Linked DNA regions of Triticum aestivum: region 2 is linked to region 1. The links are chromatin contacts, called in public Hi-C maps. All regions are on one chromosome and are shown on one strand. Each heading gives the region's core, a stretch centred on a gene start, on an enhancer-like site or on the middle of the called end of the contact. The rest is flanking DNA. Distances are from core to core; before and after follow the strand shown.

Region 1 (3,718 bases), core at 368-2,867:
GGCAACCTTTAGAGGGGTTCGAACCCATTCAAACTCAGACGCACTCTTGCTCGTGTAGCTGCCACCCCACGCCTTGCCGGGGAAGAGCGCTCCTTTGTAATTGTGCATCCACGTTCCTAATATAATCAAGCAGGAGTAGGGTATTACACCTGAAAGGTGGCCCGAACCTGGGTAAACGATCGTCGTGCTTTCTGTTCATCCTGCTCTCTGCGTTTAGTGCATTCCCCTCGCCGAACCACGAAGGGGCCTGTTGGTCCCATAGATCATCGTTCCACACTGACACTGTCGCCTTTGCCCTCGCGTCGCTGCACTTTCGAAACACCTGCTCCACCGAGGAAACGAGAGCAGAGGAGCCCACCGTCCAATAGTTGTCCGAGTTCAAAGCCGGCCCCGCCAAAGCCATCCAATTTGCGGAATCGGGCACCCACGTCACGCTGCCCGGATCCACGCGCCTCTCCTCGGAGGCGGAGTTGGACGCCCCTCCGGCGCCGGTACAGGTGACCGCCCCCTAGCGCCACAACTGTGTCGTGCTAGAGGTGTCGGGCTCCAACTACGAGGGGCCTATCGTGGACCTCACATTGAGCAACGGCGTCCAGGCCACGAGCTCCGATGAGGAAATAGTAGGGTGGGGAGACGGCACTGCCTTGCGTCCTGTAAGCCGTTCCGTGTCCCATGTCCACTCTTCCTCGCCGGCGACCGCACCTTCACTCCCGGGGCTCAGCCAGCCGGCGAATAGGACACAAACATGAAGATGAACTAGCCCCAACGAAGATTTAGACTAGGTTTTACATTCCATGTAATTGCGTGGATTCGAGGTTTTGGTAATGAGGTATCTGGTTGTGGAAGAAGACATTAGGATGTGATCAGTCATTGTGTGCGGACGTGTTCACGAAGTTTGAGAGGCCGGATTAGCTAGATGCGGTTATAGATGCTCTTACAATCTACTCTTGGAACCCAATTTCTCCCAAAATCTTGAACCCATTTTTTTTACAATCCTAGTAGCTGTTTACATCCTAACTAGTTAGGATTGTAAAAACAAAATATGAGTTAAATATTCTGAGAGAAGCTGAGTCAATTCTTAAGATTCTGGTAGAATCGGTCAAAAGAACTGGGCCACAATATCGTCGAATTTGACTTGATAAAAAGCACGTGAAGGCATGCGATAAATCTTCACATGTTGACAGTGGAGTAGTTTACACTGCCATCACAAAAGAAACAAAGCCACTCTCGATAAACGTCGGGTGATTCACATGGGATGCTTCCTCGTTCCCGTTGTAAACTGTAATCTTCTCCCCTCCCCAGTCCCCTCCCCGTCGCCTTTGCGCTCGCGTCGGCCGCACTTTCGAAACGCCCGCTCCACCGAGGAGTGTAGACTAGAGGAGCCCACCGTCCAGCAGTCGTCCGAGTTCAAAGCCGGCCCCGCCAAAGCCATCCAATTTGGCCGCGCCGCGCTGATCCACGCGCCCGCCTCTCCTCGGCGCAGTGGAGTGGAGCGGAGCGGAGTCCCGCCCGCCGTAATTAAGCCCGACCGGGGTAGGCGATTCCCAGGGCGCAGCGTTGACCCCCGTCCCGCTCTCCCACCCCACCCACCACCCCCCATCCCTCCCCCCACGTCACGGGTCTCGCTCCCTCCGCCCTGCCTGCCGCCGCGCCGCTCGTCCCTCCCGCCCTGCTCCACGGCGTGCGTGCCGGGTGCGGACAAACCCCGCCCACTCCGCCATACCGGCACCACCTGACAGGTCCGGTGAGGTCTTTCCCGGCCCGGCCCCCGGAGGAGCGCAACGCCGGAGCGGCCAAATTCCGATGTCAAATTTGCGGTTTTCGCACTTACGCCAGCGCTAAGTCTCCTCCTCCCCACTCTACTCTACTCCCTCCTTTGTTAGTGTGCACATCACTGACAGGAGTGAGCATAGAAAACTCCCTCCCTCTCTCTCTCTTCTCAACGCCCTGCCCCAATCCCCCACCCCCCCTCCCTCCGGCCCGGCCGCCCCCAATCTCGCCCCCCCTCGCCCCCAATCCCTCCCCGCTCCGCTCCGGCCGGATCCTGCGCCTCCCCCGCGCCCTCGCTGGATCCTGCCCCGGCGAGATCCCACCCCCGCCCCGGCGAGATCCCGCGGTCGCAGCTCCAGCCCCACGCCCGCCGCCGTCCCCCCGTATCGCTCGGTGCGATGTGCTGGTAAACAAGGTCTGCTCTGCTCCCTCCCCGTCGTCGTTGCTTTGCCTCTCCTCTGACCGGGCCGCGGCCAGCGTCGGATGCCATGGGCAGCGGCGCGTCACGGCTGCTCACCGCGTGCGCGTGCTCGCGGCCGGCGCCGGCGTCCGTCGACGCCGAGCCCTGCCTGGACGACGCGCTCGGCCACTCCTTCTGCTACGCCTCCGCCGCCGCATACTCCTCCTCCTTCCGCCACGGCATCTCCGGCGCCGCGCTCTCCGCCAACTCCTCCGTGCCCGTGCCGCTCTACCTCTCCTCCTCCGCCGCCGGCGCGGGCTCCGTGCCGCAGAACTACTCCTCCGCGTTCCACACATCCTCCTCCTTCTCCTCCGCGCCGCTGCAGCTCTCCAACCTCTCCTCGGGGCCCCTCTTCCTCTCCGGGCCCATCGACCGCGGCGCCCAGCTCTCCGGCCCGCTCGACGCCGCCGTGCCCTTCTCCGGCCCGCTCCCCACCAAGCCCACCAAGCGCACCTCCTCCTCGTCCAGAGGGCTCTCCAGCAGGTTCCGGAAGCCATTATTCGGCAGCCTGCGGCGGAGCGTGTCCGAGAAGCACCAGCCGGCGCTCATGGTGCCACTCCGCCGAGACGACGGCGTGCAGTGGGCGCACGGGCGTGCAGGGGAGGACCGCGTCCACGTGGTTGTCTCCGAGGACCAGCGTTGGCTGTTCGTCGGCATTTACGACGGCTTCAACGGCCCTGAGGCCCCCGACTTCCTTGTTGCCAACCTCTACCGCTTCCTCCTACGCGAGCTTCGTGGGATATTCTACGAAGAGGCAGACAGGGATAGCAAGCGGCTGTGGCAGTTCCTCGCTGACGGCGACGACGATGACAATGAACTCGACTTTTCAGGTTCCGGCCGGTTTGCAATGTCGCTTGCCAGGCTCAAGGAGCGTCGGTTCAACATGTGGGCACATGCAGCGGCTGTGGGTGATGATGAAATCAACAGGGAGTGGGGTCCCAAGAAGTTGGAGGCAGCGCCAGCAGTGAGAGATCATGGAGCTGTGCTTGGTGCGCTCACTCGGGCGCTGGCCTCGACGGAGGCAGCATACCTCGACATGACTGACCAATCAATGGGATCCCACCCGGAGTTGGCGGTGACTGGGGCATGCCTGCTTGTGGCATTGGTGAGGGATGACGATGTGTATGTAATGAATCTTGGGGACAGCCGCGCCATTGTGGCGCAACGAGCAGATGATGACCATGGTTGCGGGCTTGGAGCCATGAGGATGGATGACATCGGCGTGGGATTGGAGATCGAGTCAAGGCCTGTCGGATATCCCATGATTGGGCTCGAGGCATTGCAGTTGTCTATCGATCATAGCACCAGCATCGAAGAGGTAACTTTGTGCTGACACTCCTCTGCATAAGCAAATCTGTTGACACAACTTAGAATGAGTTTGTAGCTTATATACATTTATGTTCTATTGACCTGCTGTTCCACTGTTTATTATGTGTACGCCAGAGCTTCTGTCATTGTCTGTGAGCAATCTGCTCGCGTCTCTAAATG
Region 2 (3,394 bases), core at 25-2,524, 140 kb after region 1:
AGATAGCACAACTCTATTCCAAATATGAGACCGCCCACCATTCCTTGCCAGCGAGGCCACATGTCCCCCTCTTCGTCGCGTTCTTCTTCGTGGCAGTGATCTATTTCTCGAGTCATTGTTGCATGCGTCTTCTCATTTGGCTGCGGCATTAACAACATTTCCCTGACTTCGATGGTGTTTTGGAGGTCCGGAGGTGACATCGAGCTTCACTCACGGCGCCCGCCAACGAGAGTGTAGGAAGAAGACATGTTGATTTTTCCAATGATCTTGTGAGTATTTGTTTGATTCTTTGAAGATGATCCTATAAGCGTTGATTGACTTTTAATATATGATGTTTCTTCTTTTATAAAAGAGATAAGTGCATTTTTCGTCCCTCAACTTACCGCAAAGTGTAGCTTTCGTCCCTAATTTTTTTTAGGTACAATTTCCGTCCCTCAACTCTTAATACTAGGTATAGTTAGTCCCTTGCAGCGGTATTCAACAGCCAAACACGGTTTTGACCTTATGTGACATGATTTTGGCCACATCATCATTGTAAGGTGGCATAGGGTCGCATGTCATTGAGAGAAATCTCTCTCTCTCTCTCTCACGCTTTAGATGGTCAACATGATAGTTGGGGGTAAGGATAAGACAATAGGTGGTATATCGGATCTAAACCGACAGAGGAGAGAGACAGGAGCACAATTCGCCGAGGTCCAATCCCAAACCCTTGGGGCATTCCCCTTACAATGACGACGTGATCAAAACCGTGCCATAAAAAGTCAAAACCGGATTTAGCCGAGGAATACTCATGTTAGGGACTAATTCTACATGATATCAAGAGTCGAGGGACAAAAGTTACACCAAAATATGGTCAAAACAATGACACATCAAATCAAAAACAGGGTTTGATTGAGGAATATCACTACGAGGGACTATACATACTTAGTAGAGTTGGGGGACGAAGATTATACCAAAAAAGAGTTTAGATATGAAAGCCACACTTGGTGATTAGTTGATGGATGAAAAAGCACTTTTACTCTATGAAATGATAAGGTGTTTTTTTACATGAAAATGAGTGTTGAATGAAAAGAGAAGAGAAGAATTTTTTTTTTGAGAAGGAGAAGAGAAGAATTTCAAAAGAAAAAACGAAAAGAGAAACTGAAGAACCGCAGCGGCCACGGCACGCATCTCCGTGCCGTCGTCGACACGGACACATCATATGCGCACATCGTACGGAGTACATCCATCCAGAGTTGCTCAAACACAGAGAGTTCCTCGACCTCGACCTCGACTGGACTCCCTTCGCTGTTGACCCAACCCGCCGCCGCGTCTAAGATGGCATCTCCGGCGCCGCCGCTCAAGGACGCCGTCGGAGTCCTGGACCGCGACCCCTTCGTCGCCCTCCTCTCCAAGCTCATCGGCGAGTCCCAGCGCCTGCAGAACGACCCGCCGGCCCTCGTCCCGCAGGAGGACCTCGTGGCGCAGCACGTGGTCGACGCGCTCCGCCCGGTGTCGACGGACACCGGTGGCGGCCCGCTCGTCGTGCGGAAGGTGAGCTACACCGACGGCCGGAGCAACGTCATCGTCGAGTACCCCGGCACCGTCCCCGACCGCGTCGTCTCCTTCGTCGGCATGCACATGGACGTCGTTCCGGCCAACCCTAGCGAATGGGTGAGTTCCTAGCAGATTTCGTTTGGATGTGTGAGTGCTGATTTCGGGGCTTAGGGTTCCTGGACGAAGGATTCGAGGGCTTTCTTGATTTGGGGGTCTTTCTAGCTTGTTGCCCGAACTGCACCCTTCCCTGATCTGTTAGTGCCTTCTAGATTGTTCTACCTTGGAATAGATGCATGTTTCGGCGCAGTACTGGTTTGTGGACTTCTGGAGTGTTGTGATTCAAGTTAGCACTTCAGTGGTTCAATTGCTGTATATATCTACTGTTTAAAGTTTCACCTTTCCTCATTGGCGCTGTTTGATTTCGCTCATTTTGTTTCTGTCGCATTATTAATCGATTAGTGATTACTAACAAGTTGTACCTCAAAATTTACTCTTGATTTGTTCGTCAAATTTCTGTTACTTTTGTTGGTTATTATAATCACTAATCAGTGGACTGGGATCTTCTACTCCTGCAGGACTTCGATCCCTTCTCACTAACATTCGAAGGTGATGACAAGGAAAAGCTTAGGGGCCGTGGGACGACGGACTGCCTTGGTCATGTGGCGCTAGTGACTCAGCTCATGCGGCGGCTTGGTGAGGTGAAACCACCATTGAAGCATTCTGTCATTGCGGTGTTCATTGCCAATGAAGAGAATTCATCGGTCACTGGCATTGGTGTTGATGGCCTTGTCAAGGATGGTTTGTTGGATAAGCTCAAAACTGGACCCTTGTGAGTATTGAACTCTGTTGCCTTGATAGAATGGCCAAGTAATGTGTCGTTCGTGAGGAATTCTTGCTGATTTAGTTGGTTATATGTGTGCTATTGTGAAGGTTTTGGATAGATACTGCGGATAAGCAGCCATGCATTGGTACTGGTGGGATGATCCCTTGGCATCTAAAGGCAACAGGGAAGCTGTTTCACAGTGGCCTTGCACATAAGGTACTGATTTGGACTCATTAGAACAATGTTCAGTTGCCACTCCTTTTTACTCTATATAACTGTATAGACACAAAATCTAAGAAAGTTGATGAAAAATGACCTCTTGATTCCTTCAGTGGACATATTTTTAGACACTCTTCTTACACCGGGAATAATTATAGTGAAGCGGGGGGAGTAGTAAATATTCTATAGATGTGATCTGTTAAATCATATAGTTGCTAGAATAAGTTAGCATCCTTGCGATTGGTACCAAAGTACCAAACGTAGATATGAATAATGGGACCAAAAACAAAATAACGCACAAAGTATAAAGCAAGTGATCGTTGATACATGACTGGTAGAACTTATTGTGTAATCAACTCTGCTGTTATACGTTTTTTTTTTCTGCACATGTTTATTTGACATGTCTTGTAATGTTATGGAGAGAGCTATTCAAGTAGTTCACACGGCAAAGAAGTCCAAATATAGCATTTTAACCTTTTCTTGCTGTCAGAGTATAAAAGTGCTTTTGAATTCTGAAGACCCTGTATCTGTTTTTTGTTTTTGTCAAAGGCCATAAATTCGATGGAGTTAAATATGGATGCACTTAAAGAAATCCAAACCCGGTTTTACAATGACTTCCCTGCACACGAGAAAGAGAAGCTCTACAAGTTTGCTACTCCATCTACGATGAAGCCAACAAAGTGGAGTTGTAAGTCCCTGTTGTACCTTTATTTTAAATATGTTTTAGTAACAGTGTATTTATAATATGTGGAAAAGAAAAAAAATCATTGGGTGTGGTCCAAACATGTGATGCTTTGCAGATCCTGGTGGTGGTCT

What was found. A called contact is a pair of places that touch in the nucleus more often than the background predicts.
Region 2: a contact with region 1 is called in a Hi-C map of leaf, with 4 times the contacts expected there. The contact joins the promoter of LOC123128045 here to the promoter of LOC123128043 in region 1. A contact is called at or near these places in 2 of 5 Hi-C or Micro-C datasets (both in leaf).

Annotation. Positions count from the first base shown.
Region 1 is chr6A:489,160,203-489,163,920 of IWGSC CS RefSeq v2.1, forward strand. LOC123128043 (probable protein phosphatase 2C 26) reads left to right here and starts at 1,618. Exons shown (of 4, transcript XM_044547944.1): 1 at 1,618-3,548. The coding sequence starts at 2,259.
Region 2 is chr6A:489,302,984-489,306,377 of IWGSC CS RefSeq v2.1, forward strand. It overlaps LOC123128045 (acetylornithine deacetylase), which reads left to right and starts at 1,275. Exons shown (of 10, transcript XM_044547946.1): 1 at 1,275-1,653; 2 at 2,112-2,365; 3 at 2,467-2,575; 4 at 3,128-3,266; 5 at 3,379-3,394. The coding sequence starts at 1,318.